2 separate regions of the Rattus norvegicus genome follow, and region 2 is linked to region 1. A link is a contact called in public Hi-C data. All regions are on one chromosome and are shown on one strand. The core of a region is the stretch at or near the end of the contact, and the rest is flanking DNA. Distances in the headings are between cores, read along the strand shown. Region 1 has its middle 13 kb from the start of Lsm3. Region 2 has its middle 63 kb from the start of Slc6a6.

Region 1 (7,914 bases), core at 3,194-5,693:
CATGTATGTCCATTTGAGGTTAGACTCTCTGGAAGTGGAGTTACAGACAGTTATGAGCTACCATGTGGGTGCTGGGAATTGAACCCAGGCCCTTTGGAAGAACAGCCAATGCTCTTAACCATAGAGCCATCTCTCAGCCCTCTCTCTTTTGTTATGGTAAGGAGAAGAGAATGCACTTTGATATAATTACAAAATTATGGAAGGCGATGGTTCTTCTCAATTTGTCAACCTGAGATCTAGAACCACCTGGGAGTCAGGTCTCTGGGCATGCTGCAGGAGATTACCTTGACTAGGTTCATCAAAGTGGGAAGACCTGCTCACTCTGGATGGCCACATTCTCTAGACTGAGAGTCCAGGCTGGATAAAATGGAGAAAGTGAGCTGAGTGCACAGGAAGTTCTGTGTTTCCTGACTGGATGTACCCAGCTGCCTCCTGCCGCTATGACTTCCCCACAGTGATTGACTGGGACCTGATACTGTGAATCAGAGTCAATCACAGCAGCGGGGAAGGTAGGCCAGCCTCTCCTACACTCACCATGTGTTTGTGTTTTGTCCTGTTATTGTTCCTCTATCATGTACGTTATACCTGGGATATCTACACCCCTTTTCTCAGAACCCCCTTTAAGTACATAGTACAAACATACTGCCCTGCCCCCAATACTTCAGTGTGTGTCTCCCAGGAAGAGCAACCTTCCCTCTCATGGCCATAGTCCATATCTAGCCTACAACCTATGCTCACCTTTTGTCAACTGCTTCAACAATGGCCTTTCAAAGTTATGCCATTTCCCAGGTCCTTGATCACACAGCACACCCATCCTTCTCATGTGAAGCCTTCGCACTTGGGTTTGATTGACAGCTCTGGAGGATTCAGTTGAGATTATACCTGTTTTGGAAGGAGGCCGACCAGCGTGACATGGAGTCTTCAGTGTGCAGTGGTGGGAGGCACATGGTGCTGGTTTGTGCTTCTAGTTTTGTGTGGTTAGGGAGGACACCACCTGGCTGACCCACTATGCCATCAGTTTCCTCTCAGTGATGTCTATGCTGTCTGTTGGGAGAAGAGGTGATGTTTTTACCATCCACCTATTTGGCCCCTAATTCATTTTACCATTCACAGGCAATTACCTTTATCTTTGCTTCTCCTTGCTAATTGTGGGTTAGCCAGTTTTCTGTCACCTGACAACATATCTGAGAAGAAAGGATAATTTTAGCTCCTGGCTTCAGAAGTGAAAGTCCATGATCACTTGGCCCCTGTTGCCTTGGGTCCATCATAAGATATGATCTCACGGAGGAAGCATGTGGCTCAAACTGTTTGCCTGCCCCACGGCAGAAGAAAAGCGGTGGATGGCCAGGTCCTAACATCATGCCCTCAATTTACTAGGCTCTTTCCACTGGGCCTTGCTTCCTAGAGGTCCCATGGCTACCCAATGGTACCATAAGCTGAGGACCAAGCTAATTACCCACATGGGTTTTAGGCTCTCTAAGGCTCACTGAATCAAATCTACACTCTAGAAGTTAGTGTTTTACTGTTTTTCTTCTCTTCACACTTATTTCTATAATCATCCTCTAACTACAAAATCACAGATTTATACCATATTACTAGTTTATATCACTACAACCAGATTCATCTCGAATCAGACCAATGAGGACTCTTGAAACTGGTTTCTGGGGCTGGGGAGGTGACTCAGCAGTTAGGAGCCCTGGCTACTTTTCTGGAGGACCAGAGTTTAATTCCCAGTATCTATAGGCAGCTCATAAACACCTGTAAGTCTAGTTCCAGGGTCCCTGATGTCCTCTTCTGCCTCTGTGGGCGCCATACATACACATACATACACAATACACACATAACTAAAAATAAAATAAAGATTTTAACTGGCTTCTGTGTCTCTGACATCACACTCATTTTTGAAGTGTTTCCTTGCTTTATGTGTATGTATGTATGTATGTATACATGTGTGTGCATGTGTGCAGATATGCATGTGAGTGGGTATGGAGAGGCCAGAGGACAACTTCAATTGATATCCTCAGGCACAGCCTGCCCACCCATTTTTGAGACATTCCCTCACAGGCCAGGAACTCCCCAAGTTGGTTGTGCTGGCTCACCAGTGAGCCCTAGGCATCCACCTGTCTCTGTTTAACCCATCACTAGGTACACACGCACACCACCATGCCCAGCTTAGAGTGAGCACAGGGGACAAGATTTAAGTCTTAGTGCTAACAGGAGCATGCCCTTTGCTGACTGAGCTACATCTGCAGGCTTTTCCCTGCTTTCTGACAGAGTAAGATGTTTCAAGATTGTCTCGTTCTTTCTTTGCCTCAGCCCTGGGCTGAGTCTTTTCTCTAACGAGCCTTAGTGTGCAAAGTTAATTAAGATGTGAGACCCAGGCAGGCCAGGCTCTGCTCCCAGTGTTTCACAGTTTCTGAGTCCCTCAAGACAGAGCTGAGAAACATCTCAATTCCTAACATGTATGAGTCAACAAGGACGGTTGGTCCAACAGGTCTTGTTTGCTAGCTGGAATGGTACTAGGAATCTGAACTCTGATAGCTTCCGGGAATTCTGATGCCCTTTACCCCCAAGACAGGCTGAACATGAAGGATGGAAGCCAGTGCTTCTCAGAACCTGGTGGGCATGTCACCTCAGGGCTTCTTTAAATGTGTTCTCTTGACTCTATACCCAAAGTGGCTCATTTGGTATCTTTAGACTAGGGAACAAGAACTTGCTTTGCTGTTGTTCTAAGAGCCTTTCTAACACACTGCATTTTAAACACATCTCCAGGTACTGCTGCTGCTTGCTGATCTGGGAGTGCGTTTTGAAAAACACTCATTCAGACATTGGCTCTGAAAGTGGCTACATACTAGACTTCTTAGAGATGTTTTACTGTTTTTGTTTGTTTGTGTTTAAATATCAACCCAGAAGACTCTAGAAACTATGACTTATTGGTGATCATTAAGAATTTTATGACCTTGGCAAGTGGGGCTGTTGCTCAGCACAACTGGAGATGATTCTAAGAGGAGGTAGGGTTCAGCGGAAAGGGATTTAGGAGGCAGTGAGCCTGGCCTTTGTGAGGAATAGCAAAGCCACTGGTGCATTTGGTTTGCAGGAGAGGAGAGTGAGGTAGGCAGCTGGGTAAGAAGTGAATGAGATGGGCCATGAATCTGGATGCTGCTCCAGTGGGTTGGGGAGCCTGGGGGCAGGCTGTGAGCTGGACCTTCTGTCTGGAGTGTCTTCACTTCAGTCACTTCGAGGCCAGCCTTCGTTTTACATACCGATCTTGAGTTCTCCCTAGCGGCTTGTGGCTGTGATGAAGGATGAAGGTGTTCCACTGTTGCAGGGTCACACCGTGAGCCCCAAGATCGGTTTAATCACTGGCAAAACCTGTTTCTAGTTGTACTGTGGCTCAACTTTAGTACACACTTTTAACAATGAAGGTAAAGTTAGCTTGTAGAATGAAGCACCCATGTTTGAAAGTAATGTCTAATTGAGTGGCAGACAAAGTGACGAATTAGACAGAATAGGCTATGCCCAACTCTCACAAGAACAGACAGGAAAGAGAGGCTATTTAAGAGAGCATAGAGAGAGGGGGTAGGAAGGAGGTACTTTTACCATACAGTTTTACAGAGAGAGGTAAAGACATGATGATCCAGAGAATGAGAAGGAGCCAGAAGATTAGAACAAATTGCTAGAGGCCAAGCAGGGCAATTCAGTCAGAGGCCAAGAAAGAAGCCAGATTCAGTCAACTTAGAGAAGTTTGAGTCAGAACAGTTGAGTTGAACCAGCCAGCCAGAGCTCAAAAAGAAATAGAAAGAGTGAGTTTATTCAGCAGTAAGTTTCAGAAGCTGAAACATTTCTAGGTTAGACTGTATGGAGACTAGAAGCTTCCAGGACTGGGCCTACCCTAGCAGATTGAGGCAGTGAGCCTCTGAGACAACACTTAGTACAGGCAAATAAAGTTCCTTTTACACTCTATGCTTTCCTCTCATATCTTGAGTCCTGCCCATGGATTTGAAACCTCTGAAAAAGAAGTCTACACAGAGTGATAAAGTATTGTGTTTGGAACAGGGACTTGGCAGGTAGGGGACATCTTCAGTCATTCACAACAGTGTGAATGCTTACTGTGACCAAATTCTACTTATACATCGGTAAGATGGTACATTTTATCGTGTGTGTGTGTGTGTGTGTGTGTGTGTGTGTGTGTGTGTGTGTGTTACTCACTTGTGAGAACACAGGTACAGGCCACCAGAGCACATGAAAGAAATAGTTTGGGACAACCATTTACTTTAACAGAATGACTCTTTACATGCAGTTCTACCCGTGGCTTGCCTACAAAGCAGGGCATGTGAGCTCTGAAGACACGATTGTTTGACGTGCAGCATGGCAGAAACACCAGCCCAGAGAGCAAGGCTGTCTGGCTTGATGCCTCCCGCAGTGGCAGTTCCAACAGCTCTGCCCTCCACAGGACATCGTGCAACCGAGTATGCTTGAATTAAACATGAGTGTTGCCACACGATTCTGTTCACATCTATTTTGATTCTGGCAGTTGCTAACCTTTCTTCTAGGAAAAGTGGGGGTGGGGATCCCTGTTGGTGAGACTCTACTGTTAGGAGCTTGTGAGAACGCTGGCTGGGTGGAGGCAGGTATGAACTGCTCCTGGGTAACTTTCAGCAACACTCCTAGGCCCTGATAGTTGGCAGAGGCCTGGCACCAGCTCTGTCACCCTGCCGTGAGGATGACCTGCCCTTTCCCTCAGTTACTGGAGCTCTGGGTTTTTTGCTGGGCCAGAGCTGACGGTGATGTCATCGTCTTGTGATGTTGTTGGATGACCTTGTTCGTGAGGCTGTTCTGCTCGTTTCTCTCACACCTGACAACTGAGATGAGAAAAGCATGAACCGAAGAGGGAAGGATGGAGGACCCTTCAAAGGAGAACTATGCCCACTCACTCAGCCAATCCCTAAACCCTAAGCACAACTGCCTTGGATCCAACTTAGTTTCTAGCAGTTCTCAGCCTGAAAAAGCTGTAAAGGAAAAAGAGAAGACATCAGTGAGGGCTGGGGTGCAGGTCAGAGGCAGAGCTCTTGGCTAGCTCCTATCTTACGAAGAAACTGGATCGAAGTGACTGAGTCTAGTGTTCAGCTAATTGTAAATGCAAGGTTTCTTGTCTCCTCATCTGTACCCTTACCTTGTAACACACAAATGGTGGCTCTCAAGTTCCTTTCAATCTCTCTAAACCTGTTGAATCAATAACAGGGTGCTCTTGGGCTGGAAGGACAGCACAAATGAGGACATTAAGGCCGACAGCAGGAACAATCTGCTCAGTGAGGTGGCAGAGTCTGGCCTTGAGCTCCACTCCCAACCCCCAAAGCTCAGATCAACCACCCAGATAAACCCAGGATAGAGTGATGGTGAAACCATCTTGCCTAGACTGTGTGTGCTTGGTGGTTGGTTCCAGCTCAGCATCATAGGAGCTGCCACTGTTAGAAGGATATTTTGCCTGAAAACTATCTCCTGGGGCTCTGGTGAATGTGATGTTGCCTGTTCTGTGCTTCTGGAACTGCGGTTGGAATTTCACATAGTTTGGATTTAAGAAATTAAATGGCACAGTCTGCCATCTAATATTGTTGACAGTGAACCTAGACAAGTTGAAACGGAATAGGGAGGAGTGTAGTGCCCTCTAGTGTCAAAACATGCTCTTGGCTGATCCTGGAAACTTAAAGTTGAACAAGAGCAACAGACCTGGGGTGCTACACAGTAGATTGTAGTTAATGGCTGTGTATTTCACAAGCGACAAGAAAAGATTTTAAGTTTTCACCACAAATAAACTAAATTTAATTATTTTTAAATACATGTTTGGAGATAAACATTTATATTCATTAAGATTCCACCCAGTGCAAACACGTTTTGGGACCACATTATACCTATTTACTTATGTGTGCATATTTTATGTTCTTGTCTATTGAGACCGGATCTTGATTCATAGACCCTGGCTGGCCTAGAACTTGCAATCCTCCTGCCTCAGCATCTTGAGTGCTGAGATTACAGGTATGCACCACAATGCCAAGCTCCAATGTTTAGCTTTTATGTACTAGCTAAAAATACATTTAATTGAGGAGGAAAAAAAAGAAAGAAAGAAACATGCAAGCTTAGGTGAATCCTCTTCGATGTACTCTATTTTCCCTTAGGTGAGCAAGTGCAAGCCAGGGACAGGAGAAGCTTGCCGAAATCCACAAAGCAGATTGGTGACAGAGCAAAGATGGGCAGGTTTGTTACCCACCTCTGCTTTCTCCAGGAGGCATTTACTCCACAGTGAGCATGAATAGGAAATCAGGTTCCATTTAGCCCAAACAGCAGCTGCTCACTCAGAAGGAAGAATCCTATCAAAGGGGAACCGAAGGTGCAGTGGGTGGCATGTGATCTGAAGGGACCACAGCCCCCAGACTCTATACTATATTCAGGTGCTGCTGGGCTGTGTGAACAGTGCTGCTCGGGCTGAGCCTCATGGTGCCCTGATTCCATTTCAGAGGTCCATTTGTTGTGTGCTGTGACCTAGGCAGGTCTCTTCCACTCCTTAGGTCTTTGTATTGTTCTGTGAGATCAAAGTACTGAGTGACGCCAGGCTTCCTCATTTCATTTGAATGCCCAACTTGACTCAGAATTTTCTAGCACTGGTCTCTTTGCTGACTTTCAGCCCAGGGAAGTGACAGTGACGGGAGCGGTGGTGGTGGATTCTCAATGCTCTGCCAAATCTTCACAGACCCTACTACTGTCCTGGGAGGCAGACCCCGAGGATGCTCGATCTTCTCCCTCCTTATCTTCTTACCCCTTCCTTCCTGCACAGCACTTGCTTCAGGCTCCTGTAGATCTGGCACATGGTAAACATCTTTCTTCCTCTCTGTTGTGAAGTATGTGTTCACATATGTTCGTGTGTGTGTGTGTGTGTGTGTGTGTGTGTGTGTGTGTGTGTGTGTGTGTTTGAAGAGGCCAGATGTTTATGTTTTATCATTTTCCACCTTATTTTTTGAGAGAGTCTCTCACTGAACCTGGGGCTTTCTGATTCAGCAAAACTAGCTAGCCAGCAAGCTCTGGCAATCCACATCAGCCTTTCCACATGGATCTGACCTTAGATCCTCATGTATATTTGGCAAACACTGTGCCATTTTCTCAGCCCTTGCAAACTACATTTTAACTGAATGAATCAAAGTATTTCAAAGCCAGGTTCTCCTGAAAACGACCCAGGGAGAGTGTGGGGAGCAGCTAGACTAAGGCAGCTTAAAGGAGTGACTTTGGCTCACTGTGCATGACCTCTCTGTGTTGCTCCTATCCTGGGGACAGTCCCAGGGCTGTCCTGGGCTGCTCATGTAGATACTCATCAGTCCTTACAGCTGACCTTAGGGTAACTCCATCTGCTTAGCTGGCACATGGCCAGCCGTTCTTTGAAGCTTGGTTATCTGGCACCCCTGCAGTGTGGGAACTTTCCCAACCCACAAAGACAACTGGGGGTGGGGGGATGTCAATATCTCACCCTGGATCTCCATGGCATAGGAAGTGGATGGGAGGAATACCAAGAAAAGAATCCCTCAGGGGTAATCAATATCAGAAACCACAGTGGGGCATGCTGTATCCACACCCCTGAAACTTAGGCATCAGCCAAGAAAATAAGAATCGACATGCTCTGTGAGAATGGAGCAACGGGCCTGAGGAGTTGAAAACACTGGGCGCTGTAGTCCTCAATTCTTGGCGTTTTCCATGTAAACTGATGCCTGGCCTGCTGGTGGTCTCAGGCACATGGTAGCAGGAGATGGGAGATGGCTGAGGGGTGAAAGGGAGTAAGGGGGACCCCGGTATTGGGGAATGATGTGCACAGCTTGCCTGGTCCTTTCTGCCTGCAGTTCATCACACAGCACTGCAGGCCAGGTGTCATTT
Region 2 (7,914 bases), core at 3,507-6,006, 98 kb before region 1:
AATAAAATAAAACAAAACAAAACAAAAAAAAACAGATAACATACTTCCAACACCATAGTGAAGAAATCAGTATTTTCAAAGCAAGACAAGCTAGGCAAACTCCAAATTCTTCATCTCCATGCCTAATGTCAAACACTCATCAGATCTTCAAATTCTTTCATCCTAGTTCTTCTCTTGGGCTGGTTAGCAGCTTTCCTCAGGTAGCCCATGGCGCTGGCATTTCTAACATCTTGGGGTAGCCAAGGCAACTTCAATTTTACAGCTTCATGTTCCAATGCCTGGGATTCACACATGATCTTTCGGGTTCTTCCAAAGGGCTTGGGTCACGTCTCCAGTTCTGCCCTCTAGGCTCTGAACAACCATTCCGCTGCTGATGCTGCTGTTCTTGGTGGTCATCCTATGATACTGCTATCTCCAATACGCTGGGGTCTTCTGCTGAAATTATGCTTCACCAACGGCCTCTCTTAGGCTCTCTTCATGGTGCCAAACCTCAGCTTCTTTGCATGACCCCTTCAGTCCTGGGCCATCAACTGCAACTGAGGCTACACCTTCACCAATGGCTTTTCCTGGCCTCTCACAGTGCCCAGCCTCAGCTGCTCTCTGTGACCCCTTCATACTTTCAAAACTAGTATCACTTGGGTGATTCTTACACACCACCAAGTCCAGCTGTACCATGAGGTACAACCTTGGCTTTTTCTGGAACACAGCTCCTTTGTCCTATCAGAAAACACTTCCCATGAGATTTTGCCTCAGTGATGCTTGTCTCTTCCTAATCATCGCTAATTTCTTAGATTCAGCTAACTGGCATCAATTGTCCCAGTAACCCCTTCTATAAGTCGGAACCACACAGGCACAGGTGCCAAGTTCTGCTGCTTGCTGGAGCTGGAACATGCCCTGTTTGTTCTATTACATTTTTGCCAGCTTTCTGTTTTCCAAGGCCTTCACTCCCTAAGCTTGGCTGCCTTGGAACTTGCTCTGTAGACTGACTTTGAACTCAGAGATCTGCATGCCTCTGTCTCTTAAGGGCTGGGATTAAAGACATGTACCACCATGCCTGGGCCTGAACCTTTTTTTTTTTTAACCTTTTCACAAGATCTTTATAAGTTTTCGATTGTAGTTCATTCCAGATATAGTCAAGTTGACAATGGACAATGGAGAATAACCATCACAATCTATCCCTTGTAATCTGACGAATAGCCGTGTCTCCTTATGTCCAAATGGAAACAATAACAAGGTCATAATGAGACCTAATATAATACAACTATCTTTTGTTCAACTGCAAATGGATAAACAATAAGCTTGCTAGGTGGGATCTTCCAATGAGGTCACCACTCCTTTAATTCCATTTACTATCCTTGAACACAGGATTTAGATCCATTGTACTTTCTTTAATACTTGAACCACTCACTTTGTATTTTTTTTCTTTCTAAACTTGCTACGCTTGATCAAAATATTCCTCTTAAGAGTGAACCACAGGACAAAGTCTAAACACCCTGTCTCAAAAAAATATTCTTTGTCATTCATAAACATGCACAGCCATCTGAATTCCGAGTGTCACTGGTGTTCTAATGGCATTTTCCCCTGACAGTGATTTGGATTTGAATGAGTGAACTTCAGTTGACATTGTTGGCCTTTCTTTGGTTGTTGGTTGGTTGGTTTTTCAAGACAGGGATTCTCTGTAGCTCTGGATGTCCTGGAACTCACTCTGTAGACCAGGCTGGGCTTGAACTTAGAGATCCGTCTTCCTCTGCCTCACAAATGCTGGGCTTAACGGCAGGTGTTGCAGTTGTCCCCCTGGGTAGTAGTTTTTGTGTTCTGATCAAGAAATCATTGACTCCTGTGTGTACCATGTGTACTGGGGTGTCCTTAGAGGCCAGAAAAGGGCATCCAATCCCCTGGAGCTGGTGTTAGAAGTGGTTGCAAGCAGCTTTGTGGGTGCTGGGAACCAAACTTGGATCCTCAGGAAGAAGAGCGAGCGTTCCCCACAACTGAGCACCAAAATTTTGTGCTCCAGACTAGCCTTGAGCTCCTGAGTGCTGTGTTTACAGGAATGCACTGGAGTGTGTATGTGCCTGTGTGTGTGTTATTGTTTCTTCATTAGTCACAAGTACTTTCCTGGCTTTGGAGAGATGTCTCAATTGTTAAGATTTCTTACTGATCTAGAAGAGGACCAAGTTCGGTAACCAGCACTGATATATTGGCTCACAACCATCTGTAACTACAGTTCCAGGGGATCTAACACCCTCTTCTTACCTTCACTAGCCCCAGGCACATACAGACGGAGCCATACACACAGGGAAAAAAACACTCGTGCCCATAAAAAAAAAGTAAATGTAAAACAAATGTTTTAAATCTTTTAATTTAAAAGAGTACTTTCCATTTCCCTTTCCATTTATTCTCTTTCTGTCTCTCTGCCCCCAGACCCCCAATAGTCTGAGCCTAGGCTGACCTAAGACTCACCATGTCATTCAGACTGACCCTGAACTCCTGTCAATCCTCCTGCCTCAGTGTGCTGAATGAAGGGTTGCATTTCTCTGTTCTGTTGTATGTCTGCTTCATATTTAACAAAAGGGTGCCACTCATTGCAAGTCCTGTGTCCAGTGCCAAGGAGAAAATGCAGAGGCTCCTTGGAGGTCACAGGAGGAAGTGGAGAGGCTCCTGGGAGGACAGCCCCGTGTGAGCCAGCTGGCTGAGGACATGAAATGTGGATGGTTTCTCCTAGGTGGAAGAAAGATCGATTAGACCCAGGTGCCAAAACACAGGATGAATGAAGTCTTCCCAGGAAAGAATAAGGTCCAGAGACCTTAATAGACCACAAGCTCAACCAGTATCAACAATTAAGTATCTGTAGCTGGGTGGTGGGGGAGCACGCCTTTAATCCTAGCCCTCAGGAGGCAAAGACAGGCGGATCTTTGAGTTCAAGACCAGTGTGGTCTACAGAGGACACTGGACAGCCAGGACAGCCAGGGTGACACAGAGAAATCCTGTCTTGAAAAACCAAACAAGCAAATGAACAAAACACTCCCAAACCAAAAAATAGCTAGATATCTTAAAGACCACTTTCCTTTGAGGTCTGTGCAGTTTTGTTTTTGTTTTTTGTTGTTGTTGTTGTTGTTGTTGTTTTTGTTTTGGGTTCTTTTTTTTTCCGGAGCTGGGGACCAAACCCAGGGCTTCCTAGGCAAGCGCTCTACCACTGAGCTAAATCCCCAACCCCATCTGTGCAGTTTATATGTAGTTTATTCTCGGCTTAGAAAAGAGAGAAGGGGTTTCCACCTCTCTGTCTGAGGTTCTTGGCTGTGCTCAGTTAAGAGTGTTTGGTTCATCTGTTGATGAGAGCAGACAGGAAATGGGGGGACACGGTGGTGTTAGGAGCAGAGAGAGATCCAGGGCTTGTGCTGTATATAAAGTAGGGGACGGTGGGTTAGTTTTGGGTCCCTGGTAGAGCTGGGATCCTCCCATCTCTAGACAGTCTTGGAGTGGACCTCCATACCACACAGGAACGTTTGATTCTGGCTGTGAATCATGGGCCATGTGCGTGGATTTACTTAGGGGTGGGGACAGATTGCCTCAGACTTCTCCAAAGAGGCTTTGCACTGTGCTATAAAAGCATGGCCTCCCTCCCCTCCCCTGCAACCCTCAGACCCTGTAGGACACCTCTGTCTTAGCTTCTATGGCTAGTGGTCTGAGGTCCTGAAGGGGGACCCTGCCCTTCCAGTCTGTTTATTGGAAGGTCTCTTGGGCCCCATCACACTCACGGGTGGAGGGCCCGAGAAAGCCCCCAGGAATGTGCCGCTAACCCCTCGACTCTGTCTGGAATTTCACAGTGACATTCAGAAGTCACTAAACTTAGCACCAGGACCTGTGGCCTCTGGGTAGCCCAGGCATGCCAGGGGCAGGGCATGAATTATGGTGAGCTGACAGGAAAGAATGATGTAGGTTATGGGGCTCTGAAGACCCTGGGTAGCAGGCAAGGTCTGGAGAGGCAGTCCTGAACCGCTGGGGCTTGTGGGCCTGTCCTATTCTGTTGCCCACTGCCCAGAGAAGCAGTCTCCTGCTGGAATGATTTTTGGTCAGTCACTCCACAGATGTTTACTGAGCATCTCCTATGCGTCAGATATCGGGTTCCTTGGAACACAGAGGACCAACTACCTGTAGCAGCCTCATCCTCTGTAGTTTAGACCCCTCTGGTTTAGACAACCTAGGTTGAGAGAAAGGCTGTGTGGGAGATGACAGGTGGAGTTCCAATTTGGGGTGAGCAGGGGGTCTTCCCGGAGCAGGAGGTGCCTGCTAAAGGCTTAAAGAGGAAAGTGGGAGAACCCAGTTTGTAAGAGGGAGGAATGTGTGACCTCCAGGCTAGGCCAAAGGTAGTATGGGAAAAGAGGGGACGTTCTTTGATGTCCAGTAGAGTGGTTTCCCTGGCTATGGTGATGCCATTTTGACATTTTGCTTAATCTTGGAGACTAAGTTACTTAGAAGTAAGAGGTCACATTTGAGGATTGGACAGATTTGTGCTGGAATCCTATCTGACTCCTTCTGCTGTGTGATGCTGGCAAGCTAGACCACCTCTCTGATCCTTCATGTTCTCTTTTGTAGAGATATTATTAGAACTTGCTGAGGTGGTGATGGGAAGAAAATTGGGGTACCCACGTGAGCAGTTGGCTGTAGGGCCTCTGGCCAAACGGTTCCCTTACTAAGAGAGTGAGTCCCACAGGTCCTGCAGCCTGTCCTGAGTCATCTGTAAGCATGGGCCCCTCTCCAGCGTCTCTACCCAGAGAATGGTCTGATGTGGCAATGCAGCCCCTGGTTTGTAGCCTGAGAAGTGGCAAGGGCAGGTGGCTTGGGTGCCAAGATGGAACAAGCCATCCTGCCCTGTCCAGCTCCCTAGGGGACAAAGAGAAGGTCATTTCATTGAGAGGAGCAGCTGTCAGTGACAGGGTCCAAGTGCTGGCCTGGTGCTCTCTCTCCTACGTGGGTGTGGTCCTGCAGGCTGCCAGCTCTGTGATGGACACTCCTGAGGAGTGTCCCTCACCACTGCCCAACACTGCCAGGCTATCTCATGAGCTGGCAGACTTGGAATCCATGTTCCCAGAGACCCTCTACTGTCCCACTGGATGCTCTCCATTGGGGGATGGGGGCGTTGTCTCCACATGCCTGGTATCTGCCTCTGTCCCCAGGCTCCGGAAGCCCTGCCTGAGATTTGTCACACATTCCCGTAGGCCACTGCATTTTTATTTTTAGGATTTATTGAGCACTTCCATGTGGTCCAGGGTCGTCTCAAGTGTCCTCCTCTCCAGGCAACCTGGGTGGTTGATATCTCTTGGGATCATGGAGACGGAGATAGACATTAGAAGTGGCTGCCTGAGGCCACAGGGCTGGAAGGGGTGGTTTAGGAATGGAATCTGCCCCTTGGCTCTAAAGCTCCCTGAAGTCAGGAAGGGCTCAGACCTGCCAGGTCCCTGTTTGGCAGAAGAAAAGACAGCTGGGTGGAAAGACAGTCACCCGCCAATAAGAGGCAGAGCCCAGGTTTGACCCACTCCTGTAAACTGAGTCTCCTGGCTATGTAGAGAACCAGCACAGCTGCCCTTAGGCCCTGGCAAACCTTGGCAAGGGATGGAACCCTGTTGGCGTCCCGCCCCGGTTATCAGAGATGTTGTTGGCCCGGCTGCCCAGGGGCTACTTACAAACAAGTCCAAATGGGCACAGCCATCCCTTCTGCTGAACTAACTGGCCAATTGCAGCCCTCTCTTCCTGGCCACAGGAATCTGCATAATCTAAATTAGGCTTGCTGGTCCCAACACCGAATTTTTTTTTTTTTAACCTGGGACTTGGAGGCTGAGTTCTGAGACCAAAAATGGGAAACTCAGGCCAAAGGTGAAAATGTCTCCATGTTAGAAAATGCAACAAGAACAGCAATGACCTCCACTAAGGTTGCTTGCATCATATCTGGGATTCTTATGATTGAGAGGCTGAGGCCAAGGGGAGGGTGAGTTCCAGGCCAGCCTGGGCTATGCAAGGAGAACCTTCCTCAGAGAGAGAGAGAAAGTAGTGTTCACTTGTAAGTCCCAGTGAATCTGACCACCGATGGCTTAGTAAGTGAACTCACACTTCTCTCATATGGTAAGAGGTGAAAAAAACGTGACTGCCATCACTGCTTTGCCACGCAATAATGTCACAGGATAGGTTTCGTGATTTCTTCCTTTCTCACAAGGCTCTAAGATGGCTGCCTGGCTCCAGCCATTGTATCTACATTCAAGGGAGGACAAAAGAGAGGAAGGCCTAGGCCAACTGTGTTTCTCTTTGTTTTTAATATGTTTTTTCCAAGTTTTATTTATTTTATTTTGTGTATGAATGTTTTGCATACACACATGCCCCACCATGTGTGCCTGGTACCCTGGGAAGTCAGAAGAGGGCAATGGATCCCCTGGAACTGGAATTGTGGTTGGTCACGACTCACCATGTGAACTCAGATCCTCTGCAGGAGCAGCAAGCATTCTTAATCACTGAGCCATCTCTCCTCCTCCTCCTCCTTCTCCTCTTCCTCCTCCTTCTCCTCTTCTTCCTCTTCCTCTTCCTCCTCTTCTCCTTCTTCCTCTTCTTCCTCTTCTCTTTCCTCCTCCTCCTTCTCCTCTTCCTCCTCCTTCTCCTCTTCTTCCTCTTCCTCTTCCTCCTCTTCTCCTTCTTCCTCTTCTTCCTCTTCTCTTTCCTCCTCCTCTTCTTCTTCTTCCTCCTCCTCCTCCTCTTCTCCTCCTCTTCTTTTCTCTTTTAGTCATGAAAACAAAGCACTTAGTATAGTCACATCAAGATTGTGTGAAGTCACATTGCATGTGTTTGGAACTGTCTCTGGAACAGGAGAAATTGAACAATCAATAGGGTTTTATTGTTTTGCTTGTTTATTTATTTGCTTTATGTCCAGACTGCAGTTTCCTCTCCCTCCTCTGCTCCAAGTCCCTCCTCCTCCAATTTGTCCCCCATCCACTCCTTCATTTCTCTTCCAAAAAGGTGCGGCTTCCCTGGATATCAACCATTTTTGGCATATCAAGTTGCAGTAAACCTAGGCATCTAACTCCTCTCCTATTAAGGCTGGACTAGTTTTATTTTAAATGTTATACAAAGCCATGGTGCATGCATAAAGGGCAGACAACAACTTTCAGGAGTCAGTTCTCTCCTTCCAGTGTGGACCGTGGGGCTCAAACTCAGGTCGTAAGGTTTAGTGGCAAGCCCCTTTACCATCTGAGCCATGCAGTGGGCCTCGGCCCTTTTATTTTTGTTCATTTTAAAACCACGTGCGTTGATGAAACAAAACAAGGGAAGCAAAACCACAGGCAGCTCAGCTCCATGTTATCTTCTAGATGCTGTGTACATGGTTCCACTGAGCCAACCGACTGGGCTTGCCCACAGAGTGACTGTTCACCAGGTCTAAATCCACATGGCAGGAGTCTTTTGATGACCAAGTGCACAGCAGGCTATTTCCATTATGATAGTTATTTAATGTTATTGTCATCTCAGGAAATGTTGGAAAAAGAGATAAACAAAAACAGAAACAACATCAAAATCCCAGAATCCCACTGGCCTGTTTCCTCCATTTCTCAGGCCAATCATCTCAGGCCTCTGTAGCAGAGTTGGGGAAGGCCAGGGTGGTAGCACCACAGACAGTTGGTCTTTGTGTTTTCTCCCTACAGAGACAGGTGGCCCTCACCACTGCAACTGCTGGTTCCCAGAAATGCTACAGGGCTGACAGAGATTGCCCAAGCCTAGCTAAGGGCCTCTGGGCGTCCTTCTCCAGTGTCACAAACATCCAACTCAAGCTCAAGATCCCACGGTGTTCCGCCTGTCAGTAAAGTCGCCCCTGCCAGTCAGAAACGTGGGCAATGCTCTCAATAACCCCTTCCCCTCATCTGCACCTGGGCTGCCATC

The links. Hi-C and Micro-C count contacts between places; a contact is called where the count stands out from the background.
Region 2: a Hi-C map of psoas muscle shows a contact between it and region 1, with 3 times the contacts expected there. The contact joins two enhancer-like sites. A contact is called at or near these places in 2 of 12 Hi-C or Micro-C datasets (liver and psoas muscle).

Annotation. Positions count from the first base shown.
Region 1 is chr4:125,586,895-125,594,808 of GRCr8, reverse strand. No RefSeq gene overlaps it. Among named protein-coding and RNA genes, the nearest start is that of Lsm3, 13 kb to the right of the region's middle. Within about 2 kb of position 4,443, at least 5 of the 93 cell types and tissues checked have an H3K27ac peak or open chromatin away from gene starts, as enhancers often do.
Region 2 is chr4:125,685,148-125,693,061 of GRCr8, reverse strand. No RefSeq gene overlaps it. Among named protein-coding and RNA genes, the nearest start is that of Slc6a6, 63 kb to the left of the region's middle. Within about 2 kb of position 4,756, at least 11 of the 93 cell types and tissues checked have an H3K27ac peak or open chromatin away from gene starts, as enhancers often do.